Regions from separate parts of the Danio rerio genome. Here region 2 is linked to region 1. Evidence: chromatin contacts called from public HiChIP or PLAC-seq data. All regions are on one chromosome and are shown on one strand. Each heading gives the region's core, a stretch centred on a gene start, on an enhancer-like site or on the middle of the called end of the contact. The rest is flanking DNA. Distances are from core to core; before and after follow the strand shown. Region 1 holds the start of nalf1a (NALCN channel auxiliary factor 1a). Region 2 holds the start of raph1b (Ras association (RalGDS/AF-6) and pleckstrin homology domains 1b).

Region 1 (5,765 bases), core at 3,265-5,764:
GGGAGTTGCGCGTGTAACTTGGTTTAACTTGGTTGTCATTTTTGTACTGGAGTTTAGCTACTGCCATATCCAACAGTGGTTACAACTGCAGACACACACATTAACCATGCTTCATATTTATGCGATAAAATAGCACTTCATGTGAAGTATCATGTGAAGTATTCCTATTTCAGTCGCATTATTGAAGTGCAAAGTAAAGAGCTTAATCAAACTATCACCGTCATGTAGGTCTTTTAGTCACAGAACACGTTTATACTATTGGTGTGTGGTATCAAATTACATAAAAACAACTCTCTCCTTTCAGTCCTTACTTTATATCTGCATTCAGTAGCTCAGAGTTTGTGATGGGGGCGTGATCAAAAATCTTGCTGTATGAAAGTAAAACTGCTATTAAAATTTAAAATGAAATACAAAATTACATGAATTTTAAGTTCAATTTGAGGAAAGGAGTTTGATTCCTTATGTCAAATTGTTCCAGGGAGAAGCCAGTCAGTAGAATTTATAGCTAAATATTTAGCAGTGTTTGCATGTCCTTTACAGCATAGAATTCATAAAAATAGAAAAAATATAATAAATACCATCTATTACAAGCACCTAAATTGTTTTGCAGTATAGGATTTTTTTTCAGTTAAATAAAAATAAATTTTCCATTCATATATTAGCACATATTTTGTTACCCCTTTTGTTTTGTTTTTTCTATTTTAAATATATACTGTATATAGTATAACTGTATATATATAAATATATACAGTTGAAGTCAGAAATATTAGCCCCTTTTGTTTTGTTTTTTCTATTTTAAATATTTCCCAAATTATGTTTAACAAAGAAAATTTCACAGTATGTCTGATAATATTTTTTCTTCTGGAGGAAGTCTTGTTTGTTTTATTTCGGCTAGAACAAAAGCAAAAGCCCCTTTAAGCTAATTTTTTTTTTTTTTTTTTTGGATAGTCTACAAACCATCATTATACAATAATTTGCCTAATTACCCTAACCTGCCTAGTTCACCTTTTTAACCTAGTTAAGCCTTTAAATGTCACTTTAGGCTGTCTAGAAGTGTCTAGAAAAATATCAAGTAAAATATTATTTACTGTCATCATGGCAAAGATAAAATAAATCAGTTATTAGAAATAGATTTTTAAAACTAGTATGCTTAGAAATGAGTTAAAACAATTTTCCCTCCATTAAACAGAAATTAGAGAAACACACACACACACACACACGTGTGTGTGTGTGTGTGTGTGTGTGTGTGTGTGTGTGTGTGTGTGTGTGTGTGTGTGTGTGTGTGTGTGTGTGTGTGTGTGTGTGTGTGTGTGTGTGTGTGTGGTATTTTTGAATAGAAGACTCCTAGAATAGCAGTTTATTTCTCTAATTACAACCACCTGCCTTTGTTCAATTGGTTGCTACCTATATGTGTTGTATTTTCAAAGAAACAAAACCTTTAGCGCATTTACACAATAGGCTACAAATTCAAACACAGACAAAAGCAACAGTGTTTCCCACACTCCAATGCAGTGATTGGAAGATGCCGAATTAAATCAGCCTGAAGGCTGATCTAGCTGTCAGAGACAACATGTCACAGTGATTACCCTTCCCCTCATTCTCTATCTCTCTGTCTTTCTTTCTGTCTCTATTTCTCGCTGCTTAATCACAGCTGGGACTGGCTTTCCCTTGCAGCTGCTTGCTAGAGGCTCTGACTGACTCTTGCTCCTTCTCTCTACATTATGGTCTTCATTCACACTTACTATTAGTTTATCAAGCCGCAATACCATGATTTGACAGTTAAGTTAATGCAGGAAAAAGTCTGTTTTCTAAGGGTGAGAAACAGGACAGTCAAAAAAAAATTGCTAAATGCTCTGTAATGACACAGTATGTGCAGCAGAACATGCACAGCGCATTCCTGCGAAAGAAAGAAAGAAAGAAAGAAAGAAAGAAAGAAAGAAAGAAAGAAAGAAAGAAAGAAAGAAAGAAAGAAAGAAAGAAAGAAAGAAAGAAAGAAAGAAAGAAAGAAAGAAAGAAAGAAAGAAAGAAAGAAAGAAATGGTGTTTTCATGTTTAGTGGCCAAATTTTTTATTCTCAAGCAACGTTGCATTTAAATGTTTTATAAATGTATTATAGAACATACTTCATACTTCTTTTTATAGATTATTTCCTTATGAGAAGTAGCTGATCATGTGGTAGCATAAGTCAATTGTAGCCTACAAATTTGTGATAACTTATCAACAAGTTGAAAGACAATCTCACTGAGATGACTCAAACGCTTTTGACAGGTACAATCGTAGAAGCAAACATCCATTTTCATGATTATCATTGGTGTAATGATCTAGAGAAAACTGCATGCCCCTGCCTGCATCAAAAAACATGTACCCTTCAACTTAACCTTAGCATGTTTCAGCACCACGGACAGCGAAGAGCCAAGCAGCAAAGACGGACTCTATGCGGGCGCGTCGGTGGTGGTGCTGTGAGAAAGCCTTTGTGAGGAGTCCTTTGCCAGCTGAACCAGTGAACAAACAAATCAAGCCACCCACTTAATCAGCAGCTTATCTATGTCTCTTTCATTTAAAAGACAACTTACAAGCTCTCGGTAAATGTTTGACCATTAATTATACACAGCAACACAAACGTAAAAAGTAAGGCAAGATCGCTTCCTTATCAGCACTCAGGAGCTATACACAGTGTCGTTTTTTTTCGTCGCCCATGAGTAATCCATTAAAGATGACAGCAGGAGCTCGAAAATTAACCTTAATGTCAAGTTTATGGCAGTTAAGAGGGCACCCTGTTGCAGCGAGCGCAGAGTGCTGTGCAAACACGACAAATGAGCGAGGGAAAAGACTCTTGTGACAGATTAGCTGAGAAAGCACTAGTGCCCTATTAGCGTTATTGAAATGTAGTCTGCTCAGTGTGGTGGACGACGTGAATGAACACCTGGCGGAGCAGCTCTATTCAGTTCCGAGAGACGCCACACGGGCACCTGCGTGCTATAGAATGACGCACGCACGCTGAAAGATTGGCTTTGCAGCTTTTGTCCATTGACACAGTAACCTTGAATCAGCAGAAACATTCATTTGCCTCCGTAAAATTAGACCAGAACAATGCGTGTTGTTCACGCTCCCCATCATTGAATATAAAAATAAGATAGCAAGCAAAAGAAAAGTTTCCAACGAATGAGATGAGAGCAAAGTTGGCATCAACAAGCGAAGCGAATTGCACTTTTAACCCCCTAAAACATCATCATCATCATGATCATCATCACCACGTTACTGTCAGCAGTTACCATGACGACTGAGAACGAAGAACCAACTCTGCTGTACAAAAGCGAGAGATCCAGATCATAAATTCCTACCTTGCATTCTTCCATGCAGGTCCTCACTGAGTACACATCCGTCTCGTATTTGTCTGTCATCATCTCAAATTCCTCATATTTCTCCTGTGCGTGCAGGTCGTAACGCTGGTATGCTTGAACACACAGACTGCATCTGTTTTGATCACCGTCCATGACCGCGTCGAGGCTGCAGTTCAAATTGTCCGGACTTAATGATCCATAAAGCAAATCCATAAGGGAGTACGAATTACAAAAGGAAAGGTACAAATCGCTCATGTTCACCCACCGCGTCCCCTCCGTTTCCGAAAGGCCCCTGCACAAGTGGTCGGCGTCGACAAAAGTGAAGCAGTTTTCAGACAAACTATCCGTGTGGCAAGTTTCAAGTTGCCACAAAGGTTTGGTAGAATTGACTACAAAAATAGCATCTTCGTTTCTTCTGAGGCTGCTGTGTGTTGGAGGGAGGTCGGGTCTGTGGTTTGCGCTCATGTCCTCTGATGCTAACTTGTCTCGGGTCCTTGTCATTTTGGCCTCGGCGCAGAACCACAGATGATCAGAAAGCAGAACGGTTAGAAATAAGAGGGACGCTAAGGACAGTCGCCATCGCTGGGCCCTCTCGGAGTCGGTGAATGGCTTCTCGTTCTCGCGGGGAGCACACCAATTTTTTAAGCCGTTATCTCGCTGCCGACACTTTCGAGCACCGCTGGTCATATTTTAGGAAAGCGCAGCGCTGGCTGACTCCACCGTGAGGGCTTTTCTGCCACAATAGTCATTGACGGGAGGTCTGCCTTGAGTTTTGCCTACTAAACGATGGCTAACGAGCGTTCGTTGCTCACCTCCGCGATTAACTGCAATTTCCGATCAGTCGCTGTGTTCAGGGGGATTATTGGTTTCATTGTCGTATCCCCTCTTTCCGTCCTCCTCCGGAGAAAAACCCAGCTATCTGTAGCAACATGTCTCTCCCTGCTCGTCTGTCATGGGTTCCGCTCTTACCGTTTGCGCAGAGCCGCTACAACACGGAAAAGCCACTGTCTGGCCGCTCGCTCTGATTCTGGAGAAAAGCGCAAGGACTCCTCGTTTCACCACGCCGAATTTCGCCTCCTCGGTCCGACAAGGTGGGATCTTTCCTCGCCAAAGGATCCAAAGTCATTTTGCCAGATGTTAAGTTGCCGCCATGTTCGTTTTGAAAGAGTTCTTCAAAGAGTGCAGGGTCATTTGCGTCAGCTCATGCAGTGAGGTCGATTCATCATAGCAAACCGGCGAATAAGCAAACTGTTCATATAGGCTGCGCATCATGGAAAGATATAACATGGTTGGCATCTAAGAACAGATGTCTGCTTTATCATTGTTTTAGATTCTTTGACTCAGATTTGCTGTATTTACATCAACAGGTAGAATAGCTGCAAAATGGCTTACAGACTGTCAAACAGTGCTATTAAGGTATAGTTTACCTAGAAAAAGCATTCTGTCATCCTTCACTCGCACCCAAACCTGTTTGACTTTCTTTCTCTCTGTGAATCTACTTAGAAAAACATAAATCATCAATAGGCAGTGAAGGTCGGCAGAGTAAAATGTTGATTGACTCATTCATTCGTTCATTGTCTAAGCATATATTTGATTAATATGATTAATTTGATTAATATACATCATAAAAGTGTATACTATATTTAACTCAATTTAATTGCACAGCAAAAAAAAAACTATAAACACATTTTTTACTTGGTGATTAGCATTTTAAATTTTTTTGGTTTGTTTATGTTTGTCTTCCATTGCACAGCAATATGGTATGTGTGAACCTGTCACATTTGCACAAATTGACAAACATACACTCACACACCATATAGTGACATGAAGCTGACAATTGAGAGCTGTCTAATCAACAACATATGTGTTTGGGATTGCAAAATGCATTTTCTTTACATCTCTTCTATTCTCTAATCTGCAACATGAGGTTTGATGAAAACAGAAGGCAAACACAAAAGCGTCACATGAAATGCATATTAATCAGAAATCTCAAAGAGTACAAAATAAGGTAAAGCACAGAAAGAAAACACTTGACATTTAAACATATCTTATGAACATAGTGGTTTTGTTTATTTGACTCCACTATTATTTGTTATTTCTAGTCATTAACTGTTATTAGCCAAGCTACAATTAAGACGTGCATTCACTTTAGAGTAGCAATTACTGATATTACCCTTACCCTCCTCCCAGCAGTATTTATCAGCTACAGGCGCATGCTGGCTACTGTCACTTGTCGCAACAGCCTTTTATTTGCAAATGCAAATAGTTTGTATTAGATAAAACAATAGTTATCTTAACTACTCTTTATAACAAATAGTTTAGCTTTAATTTAAAGGACATTGAAAATTATTAGCAAAATCGCCTCAAAGCAAGAAGGTCGTAGTGTATGTGTGTGAATACAAGAGTGTATGGGTGTTTTCCAGTG
Region 2 (5,936 bases), core at 1,923-4,422, 370 kb before region 1:
TTCAGCAAACGTGAACAAACTGCCTTGTTTTAATTTTTGTCTTAACCTTTTGGACTTATATGAACTGGGAATGATGGAATGACTCTCTAACAGAGGCTACATGTGCTGCTGAAGATTACACGCACAGATGAGAGGTTTTCACTGACTGTAGGCTATATTTTGTGTTGTTTTGAACCTAAATAAGAACGAAATGTATGATGTGTGTAGTTTTTCTGTAACATATTGGAGACTGTAAGTATCTGTATGTGTTCATATATGATCATTTATTTATTTAATATAATTGCAGACCTTAAAACTTTCTGTCATACACCATGCCCACCAAAAAGGTACCTTTGGTAATGGAACCACAAGCCTGATAAAGGTGACCCGTACCGACCCGAACCGTACCATACTTTATACTGTACCAGTCAGTGGAAACGAGCCATTAACGTTATACTTCTTGTGAGGCTAAAACGAAATCTCAAATAAACAAATCCAGCTAAAATCCACAAACCAGAAATCAAATCAATGAATCAACAGATGTAGTCAGCGCCTCAAGATGAACTTAATGTATAGAACATTTCCTCTTGCATAGCTAGATTATCTTCCCTTAACATGTGATTAGCTGTAAACTCATTTCACAGAGAATGATCTTTGCCTCACTGAGATGTATAAGCAACAGCTGTTTTTCTCATGCACACTGCTGTGTCCACTCTCATGCCCAGAGGACCCCGCATTTCTTTCTATACCTGGCAGTGTACAAGGAAGAGAGGAAAACGGTTAAATCATTGACGGAGTGCTCATTTTCTTGAGGTCAGCAATTTACTGACTACATCCCACTACTTTCCACCCTTTAGCTAGTAGATGACAACCTCTAACTGAAAACAACTAGAGCAGATAAAAGAGCACACGCTGTGAAAAAATGGGATAAGTGGCACTAGAAACTACAATAGAAATAAAGTTCCTGCGATTCAACCTTTCAGCAGAAATACTTCAAATCAAGGAAATTTTGATAAACAGAAACACTACAAAGTTAAACACTTTGTAGTAATTTTTCCACCATGGGGTAGCTGCTCTATACACCAAATACACTTGGAGCTTACAGGGTTTATCTTTTTGTCATTTATACACAGTTGTGAATAGGCATGGGCCGGTACAATATTCTGACAGCATAATAACCTTGGGTAAAAAAATCACTATATTGTGATAACTGCTCTAAAATACTTATTTTAAATGTCTGGGTAAAAACAAGAACCTTTCCCCCTTTGAACACAATATATTTTATTTTGATAAACATTCAAAATATTGTGTAACAGTAAACATGTGAGGCTAAATAATTGAAATGAATTATTGACTTGTGTCTTCAGTTAGTTTCAAAAACACAAATTTCATTACAATTTAAAATGGCATCTTTGGATTTATTTTCAGCTGGAGATACTGTTGTCCTAAAAAACTATAAAACATAAAAGCGTACATAAACAAATCTAACATGTAGATTCGGAATGGTATAGCAGAAAATTTGTGATTTTAAAACCTTAACTTTTACAAACCACGGTATACCTTGTAAATGGTTATCATCCCATGCTAGTTATTGTCTGGTTTAAATTAGATCTTTGAGTAGGGACAGTGATAGCTGATAACTTTATTCTTGTGAAATAAAATTTAATAAATTTACAATTTGGTAAAAACATTACAGACAAACTGATCTCTTTACAGATTATACAAACATATCTTATAACTTTCAAGCTCATCTTCATAAGCAATGGAAGACTATTAAAGTAAGTTGTGTCAGAGAAAAGAAACATTTTGAAAGTGTGATAATAATAAATTACACGTAATATTGTAATTTCTACTTGACTGTCGTCCCTTACTTCACCACAAATTCTGTGACTAGAGTATTCCATTTTTACACCCACTTTAACCTTAATGAACACAACGTAGTGCCTACAAAACAGCCATTCGTAAACACGAGGGAAGAACACCATTGAAAGTGGTATTGGTTGGCATTTGGAGAAGGACGCGTGACAATAACATTTATGACCGGAGAGACTAGCAGGACAATGAACAGACTGGACAGCATGGCCTAGAGCGCACGCGACATGCAAATAAAAAAAACGATCAAACATGCAGGAAATCTTTATACAGCCTGCACTTCCTCCGCAGTCACATCAACAAACTGATGTTTTTAATTTATGAACCCTTTATGATTAGCCTATCAGTTGGTTAATTATCCAGAATGCTAGCCTTTGGGCTCGGATGGGTGGAGACCACCAAGCTGACAACTGTCTCAAATAATATTTATTTTAAGGAGCAGAGATGGGAACATAAAGATGTGGGAAAACAACAACAACTCTCTTCACAAACGTGGCTTGACGAGGGGATGAAATGTATGGGCGTTATGTTTTGAACACACCCAGAATCAAGCCAACATACAACAGCGCTGCGTGAACACGTGACGACTTTCTCCGGTGTTGTTGGGGAGTAAAATGTAGCAGGGTAATATTTATTAAAACGATACACCGATCACTTATTCATCCGCTTGTGACATTCAAGTCAAATAAGCTCGGCATCACACCCAGAAATAACGTTACGTCAACATGGTTGTTCTTTGACTGGAAACGAAGCCAAATGTTGCCAACCAAACTCAGGGAATTCATTCACTGATGATGGAGAGCTATATTTGTGCACGTGGTAGATATTGTCCCATTGTCAAATGACAAAGATGAATTTGACCCCTTTCTTTAACACCCTCCATGCCTTTTTGTCCAGCCAATTTTCTCATAAGGACAAACAATAACAGCAGACAGTATAACTGAGTTACTTTCCTTAGAGTGGGATCTTAGCAATCACAAGCCTGTCCTGACGTAAATCTACTTTAACAAAACCCCGCACAAGTTGGAGCATATGTAAGAGTAACGTATCAAACATAAGAAAGATGAGTTAATAGAAGGCACTTACCCTGACGACGAGATCTTCAATGTAACAAAACAGCCGACAAATATTTTGTAAGAGTAATAAATGTAAATATCCAACGTTCCTGATGGTGAATAGTATCGTTTTTTTTACTACAAAAGTAAAATATTCATGCACCCGATCCAGTTTATTTAGTCTCCTTTTAACACATTTCGTTTTCCTCTCCCATTCTCTCTCCCGGAGAACGGAGATTGCTGAGCGTTCCTCGCGTCCCGTTTCCTGTCCTGCCCAGATTCAGCGCTCGACCAATCAGTCCATCAAAAGGAGGTGCGTGGATCTTTCCTCGCTCCACACGAGCGCACCAGCAGGCCGCTACTGGTGCAAGAAGACAACGGGCAGCACATGTCCACATATTATTACGGGGCTGGAATCTCTTATTTTATTGCTGCTCTAACCACTGACTGTAAAAAAAAGCCCTGACCCGTTTTGAATAAGTTTTCTGATTTATATGTTATTTTTAGTGACGAATGGTAGATTTTTTTCCACGTAAAACAATATGGGTTTCAAGCAAGTTCTTAACAAAGCATGGCTATGAGAAAGTGTAGTAAGGTCTCCCCCTGTCGGAAGAAGACACAAACCTTTTTACCAGTTTTATTATTATTATTATTATTATTATTATTATTATTATTATTATTATTATTATTATTTAAACAACATGAAACTATAACAAACAATATAGTGCCAGGGTGATAGAAGGTACATAATAAAAATACAACAATAAACATTAATTAAGAAACAAAACAAGCAAGTGTGTAAACAATTAAACAAAATTCATACAATTATAGACAAGCAGGACCTTTACAAAAATGTTGAAAAAAGAACACGAATGGACCGTTTTAAAGGCATTCCTATCAGTCTACAAGTCTTTCATTGGTTCAAGGAAACTTATTGACTTTGATGTAATGTATGCTTGCGATTCCGGTTATCATCAGTGCATGGTGAGTACACATCTTCTGTTGTGTACATTGTTAAATTTCAGTGCACTATACCCCACGAGCTAAGTATTATGATATTGTGAAATATATTTAATTAAAGTACTTTAAGGAGATATTAAGTTTTAAAGCCTTTAAAAAAATGTTTTCTGTGTTAGGGTTGGCGTTTTCCAGGTTGATTGTACAGTTTGTGGTCTTATTCACTTAGATTAAGAGTTTAGAACAACACAGTCCTTTACTTGAAGTTTATTGATATCAAAGATAACAAAATATATTTTTTTATTTGTGGCATGTTCTTTAATTTACATACTTTGGTAATATTAATGCTAAATATGTACAATATAAAACTTGATTCTTAACCCCTACTGACCCTTCTGATATATATATATATATATATATATATATATATATATATATATATATATATATATATATATATATATATATATATATATATATATATATATAAATTTTATTTTCAGCTTAGTCCCATTATTAATCAGAGGCAACCACAGCGGAATGAACCGACAACTTATCCAACACTTGTTTTATGCAGCAGATGCCCTTCCAGCTGCAACCCATCTTTGGGAATACATACAGACTCATTCACACTCATACACTAAGGACATTTTAGCCTATCCAATTCACCTGTACCGCATGACTTTGGACTGTGGGGGAAACCGAAGCACCCGGAGGAACGCAATATATACTGTTGAAGTCAGAATTATTAGCCCCCCTTTGATTTATTTTTCTATTTTAAATATTTCCCAAATTATGTATAAGCAAGGAAATTTTCACCATATCATTCATTCATTCATTCATTCATTCATTTTCTTTTTGGCTTAGTCCCTTTATTAATCTGGGTTCGCCAGCGGAATGAACCACCAACTTATCCAGCACGTTTTTACGCAGCGGATGCCCTTTCAGCTGCAAACCATTTCTGGGAAACATCCACACACTCATTCACACACACACTCATTCACACACACACATATACACTACGGACAATTTAGCTTATAATTCATCTGTACCGCATGTCTTTGGACAGTGGGGAAACCGGAGCACCCGGAGGAAACCCACGCGAACGCAAGGAGAACATGCAAACTTCACTCCGAACCACCAACTGACCCAGTTGAGGCTCGACCCAGCGACCTTCTTGCTGTGAGGCGACAGCACTACCTAATGCGCCAATGCGTCTGACATTTTTACCATATGTCTGATGTTATTTTTTATTCTGGAGAAAGTCTTATTTGTTTTATTTTGCCTTGAATAAAAGCAGTTATTTTTTTAAAACACATTTTATGGTCAAAATTATTAGCCCCTTTAAGCAATATTTTCAGATTGTCTACAGAACAAACCATCGTTATACAATAACTTGCCTAATTACACTAACTTGCCTAGTTAAACTAATTATTAGCCCCCCTTTGAATTTTTTTTCTTTTTTAAATATTTCCTAAATGATGTTTAATATAGGCTACAGATTGTTGGGCGGGGATTTTTGGTTTTCAGCAGGTGTTAGCTGCATCTGGCAACACTGAGCACATCATTTCTGGAAGCTGATTCCAGCGGCAGGGGGCGTAGTAGCAGAAGCCTGATTCAACCTGCTTTGACTGAACCCTTGGAATTTCTAGTTTATATGATCCTAATGATCTGAGTCATCTGTTGTACATTTGTATTCAGTCAGCATATCTGTAATGTATTGAGGTCCTAGGTCATTTAGTGATTTATAGACAAGTAAAAATACTTTAAAATCTTTTTCTGAATGTAACTGGGAGCCAGTGTAAAGACCTGAGTACAGGTGTGATGTGCTCTGATTTTCTCGTTCTGGTCAGAATCCTGGCAGCAGCGTTCTGGGTAAGCTACAACTGTCTTTTTGAGAAGGCCAGTGAGGAGTTCATAACAATAATCCTGCTGCTTATAAGTCTTCACTGGAAACAAAGCATCTAATTCTTGCAATGTTTTTAAGTTGATATTATGCTGATTTAGTTACTGCTTTGACATGACTATTAAAACACATATCTGAGAATTACACCAAGATTCTTGACCTTATTT

Evidence for each region. HiChIP or PLAC-seq counts read pairs in DNA pulled down with a chosen protein or histone mark.
Region 2: an H3K4me3 HiChIP or PLAC-seq map of gastrula embryo shows a contact between it and region 1, with 4 times the contacts expected there. The contact joins the promoter of raph1b here to the promoter of nalf1a in region 1. A contact is called at or near these places in 2 of 4 datasets of contacts at active chromatin or transcription factors (embryo and gastrula embryo).

Annotation. Positions count from the first base shown.
Region 1 is chr1:32,880,007-32,885,771 of GRCz12tu, reverse strand. nalf1a (NALCN channel auxiliary factor 1a) reads right to left here and starts at 4,514. Exons shown (of 3, transcript XM_001921192.7): 1 at 3,341-4,514. The coding sequence starts at 4,027.
Region 2 is chr1:33,249,706-33,255,641 of GRCz12tu, reverse strand. It overlaps raph1b (Ras association (RalGDS/AF-6) and pleckstrin homology domains 1b), which reads right to left and starts at 3,172. Exons shown (of 15, transcript NM_001365589.1): 1 at 2,938-3,172.